2 separate regions of the Danio rerio genome follow, and region 2 is linked to region 1. A link is a contact called in public HiCAR-type data. All regions are on one chromosome and are shown on one strand. Each heading gives the region's core, a stretch centred on a gene start, on an enhancer-like site or on the middle of the called end of the contact. The rest is flanking DNA. Distances are from core to core; before and after follow the strand shown. Region 1 holds the start of casp17 (caspase 17, apoptosis-related cysteine peptidase). Region 2 holds the start of dbnla (drebrin-like a).

What was found. HiCAR-type assays count read pairs that join an accessible place to other places.
Region 2: a HiCAR-type map of caudal fin shows a contact between it and region 1, with 8 times the contacts expected there. The contact joins the promoter of dbnla here to the promoter of casp17 in region 1. A contact is called at or near these places in 5 of 18 Hi-C or Micro-C datasets (caudal fin, embryo, hematopoietic stem cells and 1 more) and 1 of 4 datasets of contacts at active chromatin or transcription factors (caudal fin).

Annotation. Positions count from the first base shown.
Region 1 is chr10:47,408,570-47,416,173 of GRCz12tu, forward strand. casp17 (caspase 17, apoptosis-related cysteine peptidase) reads left to right here and starts at 4,138. Exons shown (of 4, transcript XM_017358112.4): 1 at 4,138-4,360. The coding sequence starts at 4,138. LOC141376472 (a long non-coding RNA gene) reads right to left here. Exons shown (of 4, transcript XR_012386574.1): 3 at 4,048-4,303.
Region 2 is chr10:47,602,224-47,609,827 of GRCz12tu, forward strand. It overlaps dbnla (drebrin-like a), which reads left to right and starts at 2,974. Exons shown (of 15, transcript NM_001002201.1): 1 at 2,974-3,110; 2 at 3,916-3,971; 3 at 4,105-4,217; 4 at 5,383-5,457; 5 at 5,553-5,699; 6 at 7,490-7,567. The coding sequence starts at 3,034. All of the region lies in intron 2 of LOC141376473 (a long non-coding RNA gene), which reads right to left.

The DNA.
Region 1 (7,604 bases), core at 2,888-5,387:
TATAATAACTATTAGTGAGATTTGGTTGTTTTTACCTATATTAACTATTTGTGAGAATTGTTTGTTTTAGTTATAATTTTATACTTGTTCTCTGTGATTTATTGTTCAGCACATTGGTCAACCTTTGGTTGTGTTTAATAGTGCTATATAAATAAAATTGACATTGACAATTATTTATTGAATTATTAGTCATTTCTCAAGTGATGTTTAACCCTATAAAGTCGCATATATCCTGTTTGATACACAAGCTTCTAAGACCTATATAAAATCAAACTGATCAATTTTTGGCTCGAAAACCTGTTGTATATGATTGAATACTTGTATTCGCCCTCTTGTGGATTTTCATGACAGTCCAGGCAGTGGAAGGTGTTTTTTTTTACCATTTCAAAATGGCTGCTTTTTGGCTGGAAACTATTTGCTAATTTCAAGTTGTTTTAGCATGAATACAATTTTTATCGTTAACAATTTTAGTTAATAAAATTTAATAGCCGGCAGCTAGCTCAATTCTAACATGGTCGCCCACTGAAGCTAAGCAGGGCTGCGCCCGGTCAGTACCTGGATGGGAGACCACATGGGAAAGCTAGGTTGCTGCCGGAAGTGGTGTTAATGAGGCCAGGAGGGGGCGCTCAACCTGCGGTATGTGTGGGTCTTAATGCCCCAGTATAGTGACGGGGACTCTTTACTGCTCAGTGAGCGCCGTCTTTCGGATGAGATGTTAAACCGAGGTCCCGACTCTCTGTGGTCGTTAAAAATCCCAGGATGTCCTTCGAAAAAGAGTAGGGGTTTAACCCTGGCATCCTGGCCAAATCTGCCCACTGGCCTCCGTCCATCATGGCCTCCTAACCCTCCCCATATCATAATTGGCTTCATCACTCTGTCTCCTCTCCATCAATCAGCTGGTGTGCGGTCTGGAGCAATATGGCTGCCGTCGAGTCATCCAGGTGGAAGCTGCACACTGGTGGTGGATGAGGAGATTCCCCCATTGTGTAAAGTGTTAGTGCCCAGAAGATATATAAATGTAAAGAATTATTATAATTATTATTATAAAAAGTTTTCTTGACAGGAACAATGTAGAACACTGCTACTCACTGCGCCACCGTGCTGCGCCCACAGACTGTAAAATATTTAATGTAAAAAACAAAACAACAAAGAGCAAAACTGCCTGAAATGTTCTCTGCTATCAAAATGTTAAAGGACTGTCAAATGTTAAACTTTTTTTTGTAATTAAAATTAACATTGTAATGAGCAAAAAGTTGCACAAACACCTGATTTATCAAATGTGATACAAAATAAATATCATGAAAAATATTACATGCAAAAAAATTGATTTTGCTAGATGGTTTAATAAACATGTCAGTTCTAGAAAATTTTTATTTTCTGCCTATTTTTTTTATATTTCAGGACTTACGGGGTTAACTGAGCAAATCAATTTTAACAGTAATTCTTACAATATTTTTTTTCTTCTGGTGAAAGTCTTATTTCTTTTAGCTTGGCTGAAATAAAAGCAGATTTTAATTGTTTTCAAGCTTTTTTTAGGACAATATTATTGTCTACTGAACAACTTGACTAAATTGCACATCATTTAGTCATAATTGCACATAATTTTAAGTTAAATTGCACAGAAAACTGAATACTAGTATCTTGTAAAATAACTAGTAAAATATTATGTACTGCCATCATGGCAAAGATAAAATTAATAATTCATTAAAACTATTGTTTAAAAATGTGTTAAACACTTTAAAACATTATAAAAGAATAAAAAGTTAATAAATATTATCTTATTACTCAATGTAATTTTCTGATATGTTTTTTGCACGGAAAATGTTAAACAAAGATATATTTTGGGGAAAAAATAATAAAAATGTCACTAATAATTTAAACTTAAACTGTATTTCACATAATTGAGCTCACAAAAACACAAATGCAACAATTCATCATAAAAAAATAAAGAATCATAAGATGAGCATATGCAATATTAATCTCCGAGCAGTATTTCTACCTCTGTGCATAATTTCACAGTACACTAGACAGGAAACAAAATCAGGTACAAAGTGTAATCAAAGCTGAACTAGTTTATCCTGAACATTAATGTAAGGAAGCATCACGCAATCAACATGAAGATAAGCAGACATTAAAAACAAGTTCTACTGGGTCATGAACTTGCTGATAGTTCAGAGAGAGTGCAGAGAAACATACATCAGGTCTATAAATTCATTGATATTATTATTCATAAATTTAAATTTATACATTTCATAAATTTTAATTACCTTAATTTAATTCAAGTGTAATAAAAATTATGCATTAAATAAAATAATGCATAAACAAATAAAAATAAGATTATATATGCACTGCATTATTTTTTCTTCTCAATTTTTATCATTATGAGCTAACTTTTTTTTTAAACCTGCCAATGATTTTTAAGCAATTTGTATAACATGCTAATAATCTTTTCACTGTGTGAAGTTTTATTTATTAAATAATTTCGAGAGGAGTATGCGCTCATGATTGACCCAGCTGGCTCATATTAGCTAATCACGATCCTCCAATCAAAGGATCCTGCGTTCCTATATTTATTCTCTTTTTCTCTCTACAGCTATCTTCGTCTTGAAGAAACCCCCCTCCTCCCCTTCTTCCACCTTTATCCAGAATACGTGGCCCAGCGACCAGCCAGAATTCCAATGGCTCTGGCTCCTTGCTGGAACATCTGGCGTTTCTGCTCTGAGCTGGCGCGTTCGTGGCCGGGTTTCCCGGTTACCTCTCGAAGCCTAAATATGCTTTACATCATAGACCATATAAACATAAGTCTCTTTTATTAGATGTCTCGCTTTCAAGAAGTTCACCTTGACCTTAGCTGCGGGGGAGTATTAGGATCATTCTAAGCTCAATCTCTCTCGCCCCGCAAAAGGGGGGTAACCCTAGACTAGAGGATCCCTTCAGCTCAGGGCTCTTTCCAGGGACAGCATGCCAAACAAGCTTTTGTAAGTCTTGAGTTAAGTGTGAACTCTTGAAATCTATTTAATGCAAAGACTTTAAAGTTGTAACTTACAAAAATAAATAATAAAAATTATTGATTTTTATAATTAAAACAATCAAATTTTATATTTCAAGCCAAGTATGATACTTATTATTCTAGTTATAATCATAATTATTATTATTTCATTCATTCATTTTCTAGTCGGCTTAGTCCCTTTATTAATCCTGGGTCACCACAGCGGAGTGAACCGCCTACTTATCCAGCAAGTTTTTACGCAGCGAATGCCCTTCCAGCCGCAACCCATCTCAGGGAAACCTCTGCACACACATTCATACACTACAGACAATTTAGCTTACCCTAATTCACCTGTACCACATGTCTTTGGAATGTGGGGGAAACCGGGGCACCCAGAGGAAACCCACGCGAACGGAGGGAGAACATGCAAACTCCACACAGACACGCCAACTGAGCTGAGGCTCGAACCAGCGACTCAGCGACCTTCTTGCTGTGAGGCGACAGCACTACCTACTGCGCCACTGCATCGCCCTATTATTATTTAATTGCTATTAATTATTAATATTATTGTATTGCTATTAATGATTAATATTAATATGCTATTAAACATTATTAATATAATATAGATACCAGTGTCAGTATTCTGCTTATAAACCTTTTATTGCAAAACATAAAATTAAGCACCGAATCATCCTCTCATCAGTATTTTTTTTTTAAAACAATAAATGCAACTTAAAGACTTTATTAAAAAGCATTTCAAGAAACTATTATTATTATTACAAATTTGTGACTATTACAGAAACTGCAAAATAATAAGAGCATCATTTTAAAAATGTCCTTTTTTCATATTTTTCTACTGTCACCTTATGTTGCATCGCATTCTTCCCTACATCCTTTTCCAGCAAAGCACTGCTGGTAAACACTCAAACAAATGCAAGCACCTACGCAGACAGTAACTGCTTCTGTTAGCTAAAGGTGAAGCTCTGGGAACTGCCAGACGCATGACACACAGGAAACACCATATATGGCCGGACTCATGCAAATGAGGCTGGACTCACCTTGTTATATGATGTGGAGACGCTGATAATGTTGTCGCTCCTTTACTTTCTCAGTCTGTGTATTCGCCCTCAGTGCTGCTGGAGTTAAAGATGTCTTTCTGTAGATTTCCAGCCTTCACAGCAAACAAGAGAATGAAGAACCGGGCGCTGATTGTGTCAGTGGAGAATTTCTATCCTGACGCACTTCTCAGAAACAGACCCGGAGCCAAGAAAGACACGCAAAGACTTCACAAGATCCTGATGAAACTGGGCTTCTCTGTGGACATCAGAGTGGACATGGAAGCAGGAGAGATTATTGAGGCTTTCAAACAAGGTAAATGTTGAAGAATTCATTCATTCATTTTCTTTTCGGCTTAGTCCCTTTATTAATACGGGGTCGCCACAGCGGAATGAACCGCTAACTTATCCAGCTTGTTTTTACGCAGGGGATGCCCTTCCAGCCGCAACCCATCTCTGGGAAAAAAATTACATTTATAATTCCGTCTTCCAAGCTGATTTTATGTTTGTTTTATGTGTTGCTGGGTTGTTATAAACCAAAGCTGGGTCAGATAGGGGCAAAACCAACTATGGGTTATGACAATCCTGCAAAAAACACACACACACACACATTCAAACACTGAAGATTCAGATTTAAAAATATGCCATTTCTGATCTGCAGTGCTTTGTGGTGTGTGTCTGTGTTTGTGTGTTGCTGTTAAAGTTATTATTATTTTATTAAAACCTAAATTAAGTTTAATCGAAAAAAAATTTTTTAACCCAAAGTTGGTTTTGGCAAACATGGACAAAACCAACTTTGGGGTAATTTCTTTCAACACACGTATATAATTATAATATTTGGCAATATTAAGCAAATTAAATATATGATACAAGTGAAAAAAAGATATATTTACATTTCCATATATTATGTTCAACCATTAAAGTTACAAATATGTACATTTATGTTCAAATATTGTCTAAAACTGTATTTATGTGGGGCGGCATGGTGGCTAAGTGGGTAGCACAGTCGCCTCAGAGCAAGAGGGTCGCTTGTTCGAGCCTCGGCTGGACAAGTTTGCGTTTCTCTGTGGAGTTTGCATGTTCTATAGGTGAATTGAATAAACTAAATTAGCTGTGATTTGTGAATGTAAGTGTGTATGGGTGTTTCCCAGTATTGGGTTGCAGCTGGAAGGGCATCTGCTGCGTAAAAGATATGCTGGAATAGTTGGTGGTTCATTCTGCTGTGGATAATGCAGGGGCTAAGCCGAATTAAAACAAATAAAAGAATTTATGTGTGTATATATATATATATATATATATATATATATATATATATATATATATATATATATATATATATATATATATATATATATATAGACATACATATAAGATTATATCTAATACTGTATTTAATGTGCATATTTGTAATACATTTATAATATATGCAAGCAATATTTTGAAATATTGGTTGGATATATGACATATATTTGGTCACAATGTTAGGTTAGGGTTAGGGTGGGGGTCAGTGTAAGTTGACATGTCCTTGCAAAGTTTCTTATAGTCAGGTAAATGTCTTTTAAATGAGCAGTATCAGCAGATATTAAGCAGACTGTCTACTAATACTCAAATGAACCATCAAAATAAATTGTTACTCCATATTTTATATATGTAAAAAAAACAGATATGAACTTGTGCAATTTGCATATATTTCCATATGCAAGATTTCTAAATGGGTGAATGAGCACACAGATCCCTCTTGTAAAGTAATATTTGCTATAGGAACTGGAACTAATCTAACAAAATAACATAGAAGTCACCATGCAATGTTTTAAACCATAATGAATATGTTAGATACAAATATTAAATAAATCAGTTGTTCTTAAACTGTGGTATGTGTATCACTAGGTACGCAGGCTTTCTTCTAGTGGTACATGGATTAATCAAATATGTCATATGTACATGCTACATATATTTAAAATGATTTATTTATGAATATGATAACATAAAGCCTATATTTATGAGGCCCAGGCAACATTTCCAGGTGCTGATAAGCCAGGAATTTTTTCTTTTTTTCTTTTTAAGAACAGTAACCTTCCATTTTTAACTTTTAAAAGCACATTTTAATTTTAACGTTCTCAATAATACCAACTAATATGCCTTGTTTTTGAGCTGTACAGAGCTTTAGCTGCTTTACTGGACCTAATACACTACTGTATTTCAATACTGCTCATTATGGTGGTACCTGCAAAGACAACTTTTTTCTGAGGTGGTACTTGATGAAAAACGTTAGAGAACCACTGAAATAAAACATAAAAATATATAACATTTAGTTAAAATTTTGCATTTTTTTTGCAACACTTTATTTCAATTTAAATGTCTTTCTGTTCCTAAATATGTTCTGTGACCAAACTCTTATTTTAATGAATAAAAATGTTTAATAAAATCATTATTTAGTTTAAATGCACCAAAATATATTGTCTATATTGAGAAAGGTTTACAAATATTAATTTTCAAAGAAGGTGTACTTATTTATGCTGAGCACTTTATAACTGTTGGGTTTGACCACATTTGACCTATCGCCGAGTTTTAACAATCAATCATTTTCAGAGTTTAAAAAAATATATTACATAATGTCATTTATTGGTGCCAAAGTGCATGTTTGTTAATAATAATGCTGTCCTCAATTATCAGCAAGCTCATATTAAAATATTTTATGACTGGCACAAACTGTACCTCTTGTTTGAAAAACTATATAAAGAAATGGAGATTTCTGTTTGGGTGGAGCTGGATGACAAATAATTTGGTATTAACATTAATCAAAAATGAATGAATGAGTCATGTGAGCAATAAAACGAGCAGTCAGTGGCTAAAAGTCATGTCTAATGAAATCTGTACAAGCAATATAAACATAACAGACTGTGTCACGGCAAAACAAACAGTAAACTCATAAACAGTTACAGATTATGAGTTTTGTTTGTGCTTTAAAAACGTTTATTAATTAAATTAATTAATTAATTTAACATTTCTTTGGATCTACATTACAACATACCAGGGCTCAACAATAAGGACTGCCCGATGGCCCGGGGCCAGCGTAAAAGACGCTCGGGACAGTAGACAGGATTGTTACTGGCCGATAGGGGCCAGTAACAATCCTGTCTACTGTCCCGATGAGCAAAATGAGCATGATGAGCATGATGAGCACGTTATTTTTTTTGTAACCTGGTAACAACCAATACAGCAAAAAGATGGCAACATGGCGGCACCATCAAACTATGAGGCTTAAAGAAAACGTCTGTTTCTAAAGTCTTGGAAGCAGACAATTACATGGGTACAAAATTAAGAAACTAAAAAAAAAAAGAAAAAAAAAAAAAAAGAGTAGTCAGTTTGGCAATCCATTTTTTTTAATAATTTAGAATTGCAATAAAATACCAGCACACTTTTCATTCTGCTCTTTTGTTTACATAAAATGTTGAATTTTGCTCATTATACATTTATTAAGAGTTTGAAAATGTTTAAATTCTAGATTCACAGACATTATTTTGCCACATTATTTAAATATGTGGCTGAGAAATAGCTAT
Region 2 (7,604 bases), core at 1,724-4,223, 190 kb after region 1:
CTGTCAGTTTATTATATTTAATCCACATCCTTTGTGAACGTTCATGTGAACTTTCTGGAAGAAAATATAATAATGATCACTCAGGTGAAAAACAACAATAAAATCACGTTTTATTTAAAGCACTTTTCGCTCCAAAAATGTTTTCAGCCGAAAAAAAAAGCTAATTCACTCATTAACATGCAATTCAGTTTCTGTTTTCTGTTGAACACAAAAGAAGATATTTTGAGGAATGCTACAAACTGGTAGCCATTTACTTCTACAGAGATTACTATGGAGGTTTCCAACATTCTTCAAAGTATCTTCTTTTGTGTTCAACAGAAAAAAGAAAGTCAAACAGGTTTGGAATAAGTGGAGGAATAAAAAACGAAGACAGAATTTTCATTTGTGGGTGAACTGAATCAAAAAACACACACGAACTGAAGATAAACTGGCTTATAATACAGCACAAGACTGACTATTTATTATAATATTTAATCCACAGTCTTTGTGAACGTTTGTGTGAACTTTCCGGAAGACAAATATAATAATGATACCCATGACCACTGCTGAAAAACAAAGAAACAGGTTATTTAAATCCCTTTAAAGCAGTATCCACTCCAAGAATGAGTGTTCACCCCCCAAAATGAAAATTCACTCAATTACATTTCTGTTGAATACAAAGGAAGATATTTTGAGGAATGTTGGAGACTGTTAGCTATTGACTTTTACAGAAAATACTATGGAGGTTGCCAACATTCTTCAAAATATCTTCTTCTGTGTTCAACAGAATAAAGAAAGTCAAACAGGTTTGGAACAAGTGGAGGAATAAAAATAATGACAGAATTTACATTAAGAGTCAAAAAACACACATAAACTGATGATAAACTGAGCAAAAGCAAAATACTGTCTATTTATTATAATATTTAATCCCCAGCTTTTGTTAATCACTTTAAAGCACGATTCACTCCAAGAATGTGAAAATGTTCACCCAAAAATATGAAAATTCACTCATTTACATTTCCGTTGAACACACAAGATATTTTGAGGAATGCTGGAAACTGGTAGCCATTGACTTCTACAGAGAATACTATGCAGGTTTACAACATTCTTCAAAATATCTTCTTTTGAGTTCAAACAGAAATAAAGTCAAACAGGTTTGGAACAAGTGGAGGAATAAAAACTGATGTGATCTGCCCCTTTAAAAGTCAAAAACACACACAAACTGATGATAAACTGAGTGATAATGAAGCAAAATACTGTCTACTTATTGTAATATATTATCCACAGCCTTTGTGAACGTTCATGTAAACTTTCCAGAAGTTACACACTCTCTTCATAGGATGTCAATGTATCTTCAGGAGCCACAGGTATTATTTAGTTTTGCCTGTTTGTTATTTGAACTCTCAAAGTAAAAGTAGACACTGGCTTGCTTTTTATGAATTTCGTGGGCCACAGTTTCAGCTAAAAGTCTCGCATACATCTTTTAAGGCCTGAGGGGGAGTAAATTAACAGCACATTTTAATTTTTGGGGCTGAGAAATGTGAATCTGCTATTGAAACTCATAACGATCAGCCTGGTTCCCCTTTCATATCTCAGCACCGCCAATCATCTGTTTTGAGCTGAAAATCTGCGATTAATCAATTCAAAGATGATCTTGGCTCAATCCGCACGATGTGGTCGCACAAGATTGTGCATTTAATTGCACGCACATGATTTTCTCTGGCAGATTTTTAATGTGGTTGAAATTTGGAGTTATACACTGATTTGAAAACCTTTGAGGAGACTGAAGCGCTGAGTTAATTTGTTTCAAATGTAGTGTGAAATAATAGATTTGGGGGGCCACATGGGCAAAACACATGCAGACTTCCCTCAGAATTCCTTTCACTGTGTGATGGCAGAAGATTTTTCATTTTTCATAAAAGCCTTTTCTCTACAAGTTGACATGTTGCTCCAGTTTTCGGGCATAATACAAATTAAGTCAATAGAAATACAAAGGAGTCAAAATCGTGAAAAGTGCGCCATCGTGCGGTCAAACAAATAACTGCGTGTTTTATTTTAGAGCCAATTGGAAAAGATGCATGCAAACAAAAAGTCTAAATAAGTATCATAATTTGCATTTGTAAATGCATGTCACAAACAAAAATGGCACAATAAGTATGGTAACAGTGCAATCTGCAAAAGTATTTTCAGCGGCAATCTGTGTGTGAATTGTTTGGAAAAGCTGTAATTGTTTTTGAATTTCACATACACATATAAAACTTTTAGGATAGAGTGTGGAGCATTATTTAAAAGCAATAATACACCACAACATAGCATAACATACTTCACTGACACCTTTACCGGTGGTATTTCAGATCGCAATTTCTCTTGCTCTTCAATCTATGAACTCTGAAGAAAAGGATTTGCATTATAGCTTTGTTCAGTCTATTCTTTAAGTAATTACAGTAATGTGATTGTACAAGTCCAACTAGTTCCACGTGTGACCTCGTGAACCGCCCTTAGATTGATCAATAGATATATGCTAAGTAAGGTGCGACTCATGAACAAATAGTTCGTTTGAACTGATTCAATCCAACCGATTGTTAACATGATGGACAATGCTAACATTAATATAATTAACACTAATTCTTAAATTGAATTATTTGACGCTACATATCATATCCAATGAAAAAGTAAACATAAATAACGCGTAAACAAAACAAAAATATCCGTGAATCATTTGATCGGTTCTCTTCAAAAGAGTCGATTCTGTAAAATGATTCCCAATGCTAACACGTTGACCATTTTAACAATTTTAACAGTGTTCTCGCTGTAATGCATTTCTACCACACACAAAATTCAATATTTGTCCCTGTTTAAATCATTTAAATAGTTATGGCTTGCTGGGAAGCTCTTTCTCTTCCTCCTTTCAATTCCCAAAAACTCGCCGAACCAGATTTCAAGAGACAGGTGCGTTTTTAACACGACAAAGGACGCTCAAACGAAAGAGGAAGACTGGTTATGATTATATCTCCATTAAAAATATCCACAACTTCATTCATTTCATGATCCACAATGGCGGTAAACCTGAGTAAAAACGGACCCGCGCTTACAGAAGCATATGATGAGGTGGTGAGCGGGAAAAAAGACTGGTAAGAAAACTCCATCACACATCAACACCTCGAAAATAAATCGACGAATGACATGTTTTTTTTTAAAGAATAAGTAATCATTATATTTACTTTACGTAATTAACTTTGCCATTTCAAGAGAATCTGGCATCCAACATTAAAAATACTATAGTAATTAGAGTAAATAGTGTTTTTGAAGCATATAGCAAAGCGTATTATTGTATACACTGTACACTCGATTTGCGTTGGGACAACATGAAAGAGTTAACTTATTAGTTTTTACAAATTTAAGTAGATTTAATGAAAAAATTAAGTTGTCCCAATTAAAAAAAAACTCAAAAATTGTGTTGTTTCAGCTCATTTTAAATAAGTCGTTTAAACAAATAGCAAACGTAATTTTTTTGAGTGTATAGTGTTTACAACACTTTTGTTAGTGAATGATAAAGCATAATGTAGTATTATTAACTATAGTGAACTATAATAAATACAGCAGTGCACTTTAGTTTTTACTACAGTAAACTGTGGTGTAGTATAATAACAATGTAGTATAATAACAATGTAGTTGCAGTAAAGTTGGGTTGTTTATATTAGTACTAATATAGTTGATGTACTACTGCAACAATAGAATTCAAAATACTCTAGTGTTTACTTTAGTATTTTTTCATTTATTTTCAAAACAATATTCAAATTTGTTTTATGAGCTATTACATATAACCTGTGCAAAAAAAAAACAGAATGGCTGGTTACTTCTTGGCGAGTATTTTACATTTATAATAGCCTATTCTGTTAATAATCTTGCATGAAATGTAATTTTTTTTTTAAACAGGGTGTTGTTCACCTATGAAGGAAACAGTAATGACATTCGGGTTGCAGGGAAGGGAGGTGAGTGTTTTCTTCAGATGAGATGAGAGTGCCAATAGACTGACGTCATGCTTTTTTTTTTTTTTTTGTCTTATTGATGAGTCAGCAGTCCACAGTTTCATATGCTGGTTTGTGTTTCTCTCATTTTTTTTAGATGGTGGGCTTGAAGAAATGGTGGACGAACTGAACAGTGGTAAAGTCATGTATGCCTTCTGTAGAGTGCTGGACCCCAGCTCTGGAGTGCCCAAATTTGTGCTCATCAACTGGGTATGAACAGAAAAATATTCAGAGCTGGATGTACAAATAAAAAATGCTTCATGAATGAATAGTTCACTCAAATATTACATTTACATTTAGTCATTTAGCAGACGCTTTTATCCAAAGCGACTTACAAATGAGGACAAGGAAGCAATTTACACAACTAAGAGCAACAATGAATAAGTGCTGTAGGCAAGTTTCAGGTCTGTAAAGTCTAAATGTCAGACATTAATGTCTAAATGTCAGACATTAAGTCATAATGTCAGACATTAACAAGAATTATTCATAATATTTATTAAATTACCCAGTCAATTGTATTTTATTAATGTCTACCTCAACCCCAACCCTTACAGTAATGTAAAAACAGTAATTATCCAGAGAATTATTCATATTATTTATTAAAATGCGGATGGGCCCACGCGGATTGCAATATGCACTGGTCATTCATTCATTCAGTTTCTTGTCGGCTTAGTCCCTTTATTAATCCGGGGTCGCCACAGCGGAATGAACCGCCAACTTATCCAGCAAGTTTTTACGCAGCGGATGCCCTTCCAGCCGCAACCCATCTCTGGGAAAACATCCACACACAAACACTCATACACTACGGACAATTTAGCCTACCCAATTCGCCTGTACCACATGTCTTTGGTCTGTGGGGGAAACCGGAGCACCCGGAGGAAACCCACGCGAAGGCAGGGAGAACATGCAAACTCCACACAGAAACGCCAACTGAGCTGAGGTTCGAACCAACGAACTTCTTGCTGTGAGGCGACAGCACTACCTACTGCGCCACTGCCTCGCCAGCACTGGTCACTACTAACTAAACGGAGTAGGACCACACAGTTATGTTTTGTTAACATGTTGAGGTTATATGTTGCATGTAAAATGTACGTTTCAAAACTGCACAAATTTTGTCAATCCGCCTATGCACACAATCAAATTCAAAATCACCCGATCTGGCAACACTGACAACAAAGAAGACTTTCTCCAGAAGATAAAATATTATAGGAAATACTGTGAAAAATGTCTTGCTCTGTTAAACATCATTTGGGAAATACTTGAAAACAAAATTCACAGGAGGGCGAATACTTTTTACTTTAAAAAAATGCAGCAACACCGAAAGCTTTAAAATGTATTCACAGCTTCATTGATATGAATCCTCTTTTGGTTTTAGACCGGCGAGGGAGTCAAGGACCTCAGAAAGGGTGTTTGCGCTAGACATGTTCACTCAATGGCCAATTTTCTGAGAGTGAGTTTAAAATACAAGTCATTCTCTTATTTGTCGCATTATGTCATGCAAATAAACACCATCATAACTTTAATCTGTTATGTGTTGAATTAAAGGGTGCACACGTGACCATTAACGCTCGATCAGATGATGACGTGGAACCTGCGGCCATCATGGAGAAAGTGGCCAAAGGCTCCGGCGTAAACTACAACATCCACAGAGAATCAAGCCAGAACAATCATTCTGAGCCTCCTGGACGTGTGGTGAGGGATTTCAATCATAATCATAACTCATATTAAAGATTATGGAAGTCTAGTCCTACTATGGAAATTGTGAAAAAAATTAAAAGGTAATAGGTGGTTCATTCCGCTGTGGTGACCCCTGATAAATTAGGGACTAAGCTGAAGAAAAATGAATGAATGAGTTCTGAACTTCTATCTCACAATTTTGTCTTTATATCTCACAATTATGATTTGTTTTTCTCACCGTAATTCAAAATTGCAAGATATAATCTTGGAATTCAAAGCAAAAAATAAGTATAAACTTACTATTTTCACTTTTCTCTTGGAATCTTATGTTTTATGTTGTAATCCAGCAGTTTTAGAGTTTAGACTTTTCTTAAAATTATGACTTTTGAGAAAAATTCTGAGGAAAAAAAATGAATTATGAGATATTAACTGGCAATTTGAAGACATGAACTCAATTTTAAGTTGAATTGTTAGAATTATGAGATACACATGTGCTATATTGAGTTTGAACTTTATTTATTTTACTATTTTACTTCTGAGAATTTTAAGGTTATTTCTCACAATTATAATTTTTGATCATAATTCAAAATTGTAAGATATAATCTAGGACTTCAAAGCAAAAATCAGAGCTGCAAGGCACAAAATATATTTATAATTATTGTTAAAATATTTACAAATTACATCTTGAAATTTTGTCTTTTCACAAAATTCTTGGAATCCGATTTTTGCTTTGCAAAATTTAAGGTTATATCTGCAAAATGTAAATAAATATGCAATTTTTTCAAAATTATGACCTTATTTCTTTCATTTCTGACTTTTTTTCTAAACAAAATTCTGAGAATGTAAGTTTAAACTTCAAAATGATGATTTTCTCCTCATTTTAAGATGTCGGAAATGTTAGATACTCACTGGCCACTTTATTAGGTACACCTATCCAACAGCTTGTTTGACGCAAATTTCTAATCACATGGCAGCAACTCAATGCATTTAGGCTTGTAGACATGGTCAAAACAAGCGTCAGAAAAAAAGGTGATTTAAGTGACTTTGAATGTGGCATGGTCTGAGTATTTCAGAAATTGCTGATCTACTGGGATTTTCACGCACAACCAACTCTAGAGTTTACAGAGAATGATGTGAAAAAGAGGAAATATCCAGTGAGCGGCAGTTCTGTGGCCGTGAATGCCTTGTTGATGCCAGATGTCAGAGGAGAATGGCCAGACTGGTTCCAGCTGATAGAAAGGCAACAGTAACTCAAGTAAGCACTCGTTACAATCAAGGTCTGCAGAAGAGCATCTCTGAACACACAACACGTCCAACCTTTAGGCAGATGGGCTACAGCAGCAGAAGACCACACCGGGTGCCGCTCCTGTCAGCTAAGAACAGGAAACTGAGGCTACAATTCACACAGGCTCACCAAAATTCTCAGTTCAACAGAGCACCTTTGGGATGTGGTGGAACAGGAGATCATGAAAGTGCAACTGACTGCAGCAACTGTGTGATGCTATCATGTCAATATGGAGCAAAATCTCTGAGGAATATTTCCAGTACCTAGTTGAATCTTTGCCACAAGGGATTAAGGCAGTTCTGAAAGCAAAAGGGGGTCCAACCTGGTACTGGTAAGGTGTACCTAATAAAGGGGCCGGTGAGTGTATAAACGTGAAATTACAAGAAAAAATTTTGTGGAATAAAAAACAAATCAACATTTTTTTATTCCATGGCAAAAAAAACAAGCTTCACTATATGGAGGGTCTTTAAATATCTGCATGTTGTCCTTTTCAATTCCTTTATTATCGTTGCTCCCACAGGGCTCTGTTTATAAAAAGGTCAGTGCTTTAGATGAGATCCAAGGTACGAGCAGAGATAACTTCTGGGCTCAGGCTGAGGTAAGGAGATGGCAGCGTTAAAAAAAAGAGAGCTTTA